Regions from separate parts of the Sus scrofa genome. Here region 2 is linked to region 1. A link is a contact called in public HiChIP or PLAC-seq data. All regions are on one chromosome and are shown on one strand. The core of a region is the stretch at or near the end of the contact, and the rest is flanking DNA. Distances in the headings are between cores, read along the strand shown.

Region 1 (4,893 bases), core at 807-3,306:
TGGGTTCTTACTTGGTAAGAAGAGGTCATTGTGGAATTCTTTGCATGGTAGTAAGCGCTGCGGTTTTGAGTGCTGGCCTGCTAATAGAATTAAATGTTAAAGTGTATAAACTATATATTGTTACGTACTTCTGCAAAGCAGAGTGTGTTCTTTTATGTTTACTGATTAGGTTTTGAGAGCGAAGTGGCTCAAGCAGTATGTAGTGTGGGCGGAACTGAGTTGGCGCCTGCTTTTTTTCCTCTGTTGTGAGATTTTAATAATGAGATGGTATTTCTGTTCCCCAGGGTGTCTCGGCCTAGAGGTTTTGACCCTTCTCTCTCTCTCTCTCTCTCTCTCTCTCTCTCTCTCTCTCTCTCTACGTTGTCAGCCAGCCCCTTTTCATGCTACTCAAATGAAAAGAGGAACTAGTAGTTAAACTGAAATCTCTAGGCCAGGTCCAGCAGGCCTCTTTTTGCATTTTAAGGCAATTGTTGAAAACAATAAGGTAAACTAAAGATTTTTATACATGGCATGGCTGTTACTAAAGCATTACCTTCAGGAGGAAAAACAGGAAGAATGTACATACGATGTAGCTTACTAATACATAACCGCGGATTCATTTAGTTAGAACTGCTTGGCCACATTTCAGGAGAAAGGTAGCAAGAACACGGGTAAATGTAGAGAAAGCGGAAACTGCCCTTTCTGGGGGAGAGAACCCCGGTGGGGCATGCTGTAGGAGGCGCAGGAAAAAATGAACCCCGTAAGAAGCCTGCGCGCAGGAAGAGCAGGAAAAAATGAATCCCGAAAGAAGCCTGCGAGTAGGAAGAGCAGTCTGGCTGACTGTGGTACCTAGGAAAGGTGAGGGTCCCTCCCCACTGGCTCCGCTGCCCAACCTGCTGCCACAGGGAGCGGTGGTGGGAGGAGTGGGCGGGGCAGAGGTTACCAGCTGGTGTATGAACTCACTTCAGAGACCCAGAAGGGTAGCTGCTGGTGTCTGCTGGGGATGTCACTAGCACCCCAGCCTAGGGTGGCTACCGAGTTTCTTTTGAGGTTTTCTCCGGGACGTGACTGAGCCCATACTGTGGAAGGGTGGGGTTAAAGGAAGGTGGGGGAGGGGGAAGGGGGAGGGGACGGGAATGGTGCTGTGCTCTAGGTGCAGGAAAGCAAGATTCTCAGAGTATGAAGAAGGAATTCTCGTTAGAGGATTAAAAAAAAAAAAAGTATTGAGAACTGTTCAGGAATGGCTCGGATCGTCAGTGTCAGGAACTGAGACACATGAACACGGGGGACAATGAGGCACGTGAACATGGGGAGATCTCAACAAGACTCTTTGCTTCTGCAGAGGGGCGCGGGTTCTCAAACTGCAAAGAGAAAAGACCCTCCCTATTTATTCCTAACGCGGGGGATGGACCTGTCCCCTTCCCACTGGTCAGGTCAGGGCGCACCTTCTTCCCGGTTGGCTAATTGGAAACAAAACTGTTGCTGGGAGAAGAGGGAAAGCGGGAGGGGGTCGCAGGAGGGTGTTTTAGCAAAATGGAGTAACCAGGATTTCCTTTGATAGAAAAGACATTATGTTACTTCTCACAGAACTAAAAGGAGAGACCTGATTTTCAGCCCTTGAGGGTGGGGAAGAATCGAGGAGGCCCACCTGGTGGAAGTCTGCACCTGGCTCTCGGAGAGAAGAACCTGGCCTTGGGAGGTGCTTTTAGTTATTTACTTCTTCAAAAAAAGGGTTTTTCGGACTTCCGCTCCGAATCTGACTAGCATCTATGAGGACGCAGGTTCCATTCCTGGCCTCGCCCAGTGGGTTAAGGATCTGGCGTTGCCATGAGCTGTGGTGTAGGTCACAGACATGACTCAAGTCTGACGTTGCTGTGGTGTAGTGGTGTAGGCCGACAGCTGTAGCTCCTATTCGACCCCTAGCCTGGGAACCTCCATGTGCCGTGGATGTGACCCTAAGAAAAAAAAAAAAAAGACTCAAAAGGGTTTTTGTTTGCCTTCTCACATCGAAATATCTAGGAGGCCCCATCAGGAGTGTGTGTGTGTGTGTGTGTGTGAGTCAGGGGTTGTGATAGGCGAGGAGGATGCAGAAGAAGGGAAGTGGCAGGTGTCTAGGCAGAGGGAAGTGAGGCTGTATGGCTGCTGGCTGCCTTCAAAAGTGAAGAATAGTTTACATTTGAAGTGGGATTCAGGGAGGAAAATACTCAAGACTGAATTCCTTCCCCCTCCCCCAGCCTATCATCATTATATACCTATTGCTGATGGACAATAGCTGCTGCCTTTTTTTTTCCCCCTACTCATCATAGCTATGACACTCCTTTGTATCTTAACTCACATCTATAGGAAGTTCTCTACTGCGTAGACCTAGGATTTCAGTTATCTGGTCACAGGGTGTGTGCATTTTCTTTCTTTCTTCTTCTTTTTTTTTTTTTTTTTGTCTTTTTTAGGGCTGCACTCAGGACATGTGGAGGTTCCCAGGCTAAGGGTCCAATCGGAGCTGTAGCGACAGCCACAGCGACTCAGCATCCGAGCCGCATCTGCAGCCTACACCAGAGCTCACAGCAGCACCAGATCCTTAACCGCCTGAGCCCTGAGCGAGGCCAGGGGATTGACTCTGCATCTTCGTGGGTGCTAGTCAGATTCGTTAACCACTGAGCCATGAAGGGAACTCCAAAACAACTTTTCTTGAACTGAAATTATACTATCTATGTTAACCTGCACTTGTGGAATTTTCTTGTGGTGCTATGTGTCCACCACAGTGGCTCTGGTCACTGCTTTGGCACAGGTTTAATCCCTGGCCCGGCAACTTCCACATGCCACGGGGGAGACCAAACAAAACAAAAACAAAAGCAGAAAACCAATTGCACTTGTGTTGATTGGTTAGTGTAGATGAGATGCTCGCCCTGAACTTCTCTGCTGTTGTCATAGTTGTCTGTTACGGAAAAAAAGTTATTTTTCTGTTCAGATCTTTGGTACCTCTCCATTGCTTCCGGGATAAAATCCGGGCTCTTAAGCATTACCTGAAACCCTAATTAGATCAGTCTTATCCCAGTCTCATCCTCTGCAGCACATGCATTCCTGTTCATTTTCTGTCTCTTTCCTGTCAAGTTCATGACCCTGTAAGGCTGTTTTTTTTTTTTTTTTTTTTTTTTTGTCTTGTCTTTGTCTTCTTTTAGGGCCACACCCGAGGCATATGGACATTCCCAGTCTAGGGGTCTAATCAGAGCTGTGGTATAGCCATCGGCCTATACCACAGCTACAGCAATGTCAGATCCGAGCCTCGTCTGCGACCTACACCACAGCTCACGACAACGTCGGATCCTTAACCTACCGAACAAGGCCAGGGATCAAACCTACAACCTCATGGTTCCTAGTCTGATTCATTTCCACTATGCCACGACAGGAACTCCTCAAAGGCTGTGGTGTTATTGCCCCCTTCTTTCCCAAAGTAAATGGTGAGCTTCTGCCTCCCTTGAAAGGCTCAGCTTCCAGAGAACTCTGGGCTCCCACTGTGTTGATACGGCTAGCGAGCGCCTACTGTGGCACTTGGCCTGGTTCTGGGAGAACCTTGTGAGCAAGGGCATGTCGTGGACAAACAGCTATGTCTGGTTTATCTTTGGGTCTGCAGTCAGTGAATGGTGGAGGTTATGCTCATTGTACCTTATCCCAGAGTGCATCCAGATAAATTTGATTAAATTTTCATATGAGAAATTTCACGTAGAGGAGTTAAAAGGAGCAGCCTGATGAACCAGGACACTCTTCACCTAGACTCCAAGATTCGCATCGTTGGTTACTCATTGTCCGCTTTTTTTCCTTCTCAGATCTTTGACGTGGGAAAATTTGAAAGGTTCTCTTGCTTATCCATTAAAAAAGGACTTTTGTAGTGGAGCACTTCAGAAAAAAATAACTTCAATGACTTTGTTTTTTTTCTGCCAAAGTAAATGTTGGCTCTGGTTTGCGTGTAGTCATGTAGCGTCTCTCAGTGTGTTCAAGTTAAACTACAGCAGGGCCAAGTTGAGAAATTAGTTTCTCAGTTTTTTTCCTTCCAATTTAGGGGAAAAAAAATTAGATTTCACAGCCTCTTGTTCCTATCGGCTTCCTGGTTCCCCCCTCCTCCTGCATTAAAAAAAACAAGACCATGAAGAATTGCTAAGATGTCAGTGGAAGGGGTGAAGTTCTGAATGTACAGTATTTACAGGCGATGTTGTTGGTGGTAATCTTCAAATAGGGTATTTGAACCGTGGGTGTTTTGTTTTGTTTTGTTTTCCGTGTAGGGCCACACTCACGGAATATGGAGGTTCTCAGGCTAGGGGTCAGATCGGAGCTGTAGCTGCAACCTACCTCACAGCAACGCTGAATCCTTAACCCACTGAGCGAGGGTTAGACATTCTCAGGGATCCTGGTTGGTTTCGTTTCTGCTGTGCCACCGTGGGAACTCCTGAACCTGTGTTGAAGGTAGTTCCTTTAGTAATTTCTGAATCATAGCATGGGAAATAAAGGGCCATAACCCTTTGATTTTAGCGTGTGATTTTTGGCTTTCCTGTGACATATGTGTTATCATTAATTAGCCTGGAAATCCAAGTGCTATTAAGCCATACCACCACCTAAGTGATAACTCGGCGTGATCAGGCATTAGCTGGTGTTTGAAAGACTGCTTTGGGTGTATGTTACAGAGTTTTAAGTGTGTCAGTGTCTGATTTTTGTCAGTGTGGGGGAGCTGAATATAATCTCCTCTTGGAGGCCACTTCCAGTCAGTCTGCACGGAGGACCTGGAGGGCAAACTGGCTTCGAACCCCCGTGTAGTAAGTGACTGGTTTGGTCAGGTGACCTGCCCAAGGCATTTTGAGTTTGCCCCAGATTGTCTTTCACTCTTCACTGAATTTTGATTCACATGATGCCAAAAGAAAAATAAGA
Region 2 (4,745 bases), core at 1,872-4,371, 140 kb after region 1:
CATGGCCCCATCTCCTTCCCAGACCTGGAGTTGAGGCCTCCGCCATCTGTTGGGCCTGCTTGAGGTGACACCTTTTTAGACCTTTTCCTTGATCTGTCCCCAAACGTTTCCTTCCTGAGCTGGTTCATCTGCTTGTTGCAGCAGCACAACCACCATGTCTTTCCTCCGCTTGCGGTTTATTTGAAATTATTTATAGACTGGTCGCTGGCTGCCCGCCGCCTCCTCCCCACCCCACCTTTTTCTTTAGGGTGTAATTGTACTTAAGGTAGTTGCTCTTGTGCCCAGGCTATACCTAAGGGCGTGCTGTCTGAGTGGAAGTATCTTCCTGCCACAGATCTCTCACCGAGGCAGGCAGTTGGGTGGCCTTTGCAAGGGACTGCGGTGGGCTGCCTCTCTGTAGGATGTTGCCAACTGCCCGTGGTCACAGTAGGCGCTGCCCCCTTCGGCCAGGTAGGCACCCCACACTGATGGTGGGGTGGCAGGTCTAGGGTGTTTGCAGCTCTTCTTTCTGGGCTGTGCAGAGGGCGGTCTGGAACAGGGCCGGGTCGCTGCAGGTTACTTCTTTGGGGTTATACCTGGTGCTGATGGCTGGCCTTCTGGCTGGCAATGCAGCACTCATCACACACTCCCGTTCTTAGGACTCAACCCTGAGGCCCTTCTAGGACCTACGTGTGACTTGGTGTGCGTGGGGCAGAGGGGGGAGGGTGAGACTGTACACACGTAGGTGCCAGTGAACCTCTCCTTCTCTCCCTGACTTCACACGTTTCAGCTTGCACGGGATTTAATTTATACCCAGCGGGGGATCTGCCCGTAAAACACACACACCTCCACAGGTCTGTCTCCACCTTTGAGTGTGTGCCCAGCGGCCTCTGTGTTTTATAAAAGTAGGTTGTGTTAGACCAGAGGAGAAGAGATGGCACCAAATATCTCCCTGGCGGTCTCTTGGTGCGTGGAATTCATGCTTCTGGTCATGCTGGCTGTGAAGGGCAATTCCATGTACTGATGAACATTTTCTCCGTGGCTTATCCTTTAAAGTGAAATGTGTTGTATTTTTAGCCACTGGGTTTCTGTGTGTGTGTGTGTGTGTGTCTGTGTGTGTGGTGAGGGGGGGTTCCCAGAGAGTGTTGCATAGAGATTGGGATGGAGCCAGTTCCCACAAGGAGATGCTGGGCAGGAGGGAATGTCACAGAATTCTTTCCAGGACACACAGGGTCAGCTCTCATCTGTGTTTAGCTTAACCACTGTCAAGTGCGGATAGGAATGCCTGGGTTTACAGTCACCATGACAACAAGGCTACTCCCTGCTCCCTGCCTCTCAACAGGAAGTGAACCCATTCATTTGTCCAAGTGTCTCAGAGTTCCTTTATGTGCATTCCACGGAAGGTTAATTCAAGAATTTTGACAGAGTGTTACTATGTGTTCTCTACAAGTATTCAGTGGTGGCTTAATCCTGTTCACGTCACCAAATACTCTTCTTGAGCCCCTGTTTCCTCATCTCTCAGAGGGCAGGCGGAAGATGGATGGTCAGCCATAGAACAGGGTTTCTCAACTTTCTGTTTCTGGGGCCTAGAAAGAACCTTTCTTTTCTGGGATGTTTCTTTGAAATTTTGTGGTCTGTCTTAATAACTGACATTTTTTCTTGCTATCCTATAAATAGATTTGGGCTTGTTTGTAACAGAAAAATGCTTTTAAGTTACCACCAAGTTAAATCTTTAATTCTGGCTAGTTTATTTTAAATTTTCTAGATGTCAGGTTACATCTGGATGTTATCCGTCATTCTGCCTACGCCCACCCCACCCCACCCAGCTTTATTGAGATGTAATTGCCATTAACAGTGTGTAGAGGTTAAGGGGTACAACCCGATGCTCTGGCATGTGCATATATTACTGTTAGGTCCCCAGAAACTTAATCATCTTGTAACCGGAACTTTTTCCTTGATCACGTACACACACACACACACACACACACACACACACACAACCCTAAACTACTCTCTGTTTCTGTGGGTTTGGTGTTTTAGATTCCACGTGTGGGTGAGGTTGTGCAGTATTTGTCGTGGTCTGACTTAGCCTGGTCCCCCGGCAACCGTCGATGTTCCGTAAGTGGCAGGATTTCCATTTCTGTGGCTGAGTACTCTGTCGTTGTGTGTTCATACCACGTTTTCGTTTTCCATTCAGCCCCCTGCTAACTCTCGGCTTCCCTATCTTGGTGCGTAAAGAATGCTGCGGTGAGTTTGGGATTGTAGCTATCTTTCTGAGGTAGTGACTTCATTTCTTTCAGATAAACACCCAGAAGCGGAATTGCTGGATCATAGGATAGTTGTGTTTTTGAGTTGTTTCCCAGATCTGGCTGCACCGGTGTACCTTCCACCGCTGGTGCCTAGGGGTCTCTTTTCTCCACACCTTGGCCAGAACGTGTTTCTCCTGTAGTTTTTCCCAGTGTAATGTTTTTCTGTGTTTCCATGTCACTTGAGATGAATTCAGTTCGTGGAAGAATGAGGCTGGGGGCAGTTCAAGTTCCCCTGCTTTGGGGTCGATGGTTTCCTTCTGCAAGTCCCGCAAAAGGTCTGGCTGCAGCAGTGCTGGGAGCTCTGAATGGACCCGGCCCTAGCCCCCCAGGCCCACCCCCTCTGCTCGCCCAGGATGGTTTTACTGTTTTATTGTTGAGCTAATCAGCATGGAAGGGCGTGTGCAAAGGCTATCTTGGTAGTTGTTTGCTTTGAGAAGCGGGGTCAGGAAGGAATACTTTGTACCTTTCTTCCTGGAAAGTTCTTTTCGGGTGAAGGATTGGTTCCCAAGCCTGTTTTGACCCCAGAGGGAAGTTGATTCAGGCGCTGGCAGGAAGGGACTCTAGTGTAGCCCAGGTCATGGTTTATGTTGTCCTGCTGTGACTAGATGAGGCTGTGCTTCAGGAAACCCAGGCTTCAGGGACCTGAAGGCAGGCCGAGTGGTTGCCTGTCACTGGGCGGATCTGCCTCGGTTTCCCTCCAGCTCTGGCAGGGCTCACGCCTTCCCTTGTGCAGTTAACAGCCTGCCCTCGTCCTGTCCTTTGTTGAAGGGGGAACTGAAGGAGGAGAATGTAGATGTGCTGAGTTTCCTGGCGTGAGTCTTCCTGTTGAGTCATTGCCTTACTCTTCTGTGAAACGCATCTACAGTTTTCCCTGCTCACTGAGCAGTGTTTTCATTTCATGAGTCCTAGCTTAAATTCATTGGTGGCTTTATAATTCTAGAACTGAGGGATCTTGGACATTCAGACTAGGGAGCTCTAACTTACCTAACTGCACCAGCAGCTCCAACAATGCATCCTGTTTCTACTGGTGGTACTAATTCCTGTAGTATTTTCTGTTTTCAGAATCCTTCACCGTTGGAGTTCCTGCTGTGGCACAGTGGGTTAAGGACCTGGTGTTGCCACGGCTGTGGCATAGGTTGCAGCTGCAGCTCAGATTCAGTCTGTCCGGGGAGCATTCATATGCCACCGGTACAGCCAGGAAAAAAATCGTGTAGCATAAAAAAGAAAACCAAGAGTCATGTGTGGGGGAACCCCGGTGAAGTTAGATTGCTGTACTCTGCATCTCAGATGAAAAGCCCATTTCAGAAAGCATGGGTTAAAAATCTAAGATGCCTAGCATTGTGTGACATAGGAGACCAAACAAAGATAAACTTGAGGACGGAGCCCCAGTGGAAGGGATGAGCTGGGGAGGCGAATGCCCCTTCTGCACACCGGGAGGTTCCCACGTCCACTTCTGAGGGTCTTTTCTGCGTGTGCGGTTGTGATCTCTGGTCTCTGAGGGCATTTTGGAGGGAATGGAGGGAGGCAGGAAGCTCTCTCGAAGTGTCCAGCTGGAAATGTTCTCCTAGGGGCTCATTTACAAATTGCTGGAGGTGCGGCCTCCGACCCTGCCCAGGGCTGATGGATGGCTGCGAGCGTGGTGTTTGGCGTCGTATTGACACAGTGGAAGACGGATGCCTCTTTGATCAAAGGGAGACCATTAGGGCATGTTTCGGCTGGTGGAACTGAAGAAACTCCTTCTAGAGAGAGTAGTTACACGCCTCCTGGCCCCCTGGCCTGCTGCTCGCATCTCGATGAACAGGACTCAGATGTGGCCGCTCGGTGCTGTGGCCTCTGCCGAAGCCAGCTGTGTGGAGGCTTGCTCTCAAGTGGCTGCTTTCTCTGAGTTACTCAGTGCATTGCAGAGGCATTCTTTCCGGGAAACCTCAGCATGTCCTGGGTTCTGACCATCTGTGAGGTCACGACGGTTTATCTCTCTCCTGGCCCCCTCCCTCCAGGGCGTCCTGGGCTCTGCCTTTCCCTGCAGAGGTGGCCAGCCTGGTGGGATGGTGGCATGTAACCTGAGAGTGACCATGCAGGAAGCCCCCTCAGCTAAGCGCCTCCCGCTGCACCTGAAGTGGCTTGATCGCTTGGGGCTGGGCAAGTGGCACGGGAGAGACGGGGCCACGGGAAAATAGCACATCTGTTGATGGGAAGCGTCACAGAAGTGGGTTGTTCCTCATGTGGCAGGACCAGGGAAGCTAGGTTAAAAGATAAGATTTTGGAAGTGTGGTCACTTCTCAGCTTTTAGCTCATAAATTCTGTTGCTGTTCCCTTTGCTTATTGGAGCTTTCCACCCTTCCCCTCACCTCCCACCCAGTTTCACACTTTTTTAAGGTCATGTAGAACTTTTGGACTCTCTCCTATTTCTTTCCCTCTTTTCCCTTTTTGTTCTCTGTCCTTCTCTGTCTCTCTCTA

The links. HiChIP or PLAC-seq counts read pairs in DNA pulled down with a chosen protein or histone mark.
Region 2: an H3K27ac HiChIP or PLAC-seq map of alveolar macrophages shows a contact between it and region 1. The contact joins two enhancer-like sites. A contact is called at or near these places in 2 of 47 Hi-C or Micro-C datasets (embryonic fibroblasts and epiblast stem cells) and 2 of 2 datasets of contacts at active chromatin or transcription factors (alveolar macrophages and skeletal muscle).

What each region holds. Positions count from the first base shown.
Region 1 is chr7:11,389,440-11,394,332 of Sscrofa11.1, forward strand. All of the region lies in intron 2 of JARID2 (protein Jumonji), which reads left to right. Among named protein-coding and RNA genes, the nearest start is that of JARID2, 34 kb to the left of the region's middle. Within about 2 kb of position 2,057, at least 8 of the 83 cell types and tissues checked have an H3K27ac peak or open chromatin away from gene starts, as enhancers often do. A contact at or near this core is called in alveolar macrophages, where this site is marked.
Region 2 is chr7:11,527,445-11,532,189 of Sscrofa11.1, forward strand. All of the region lies in intron 4 of JARID2 (protein Jumonji), which reads left to right. Among named protein-coding and RNA genes, the nearest start is that of JARID2, 170 kb to the left of the region's middle. Within about 2 kb of position 3,122, at least 19 of the 83 cell types and tissues checked have an H3K27ac peak or open chromatin away from gene starts, as enhancers often do. A contact at or near this core is called in alveolar macrophages, where this site is marked.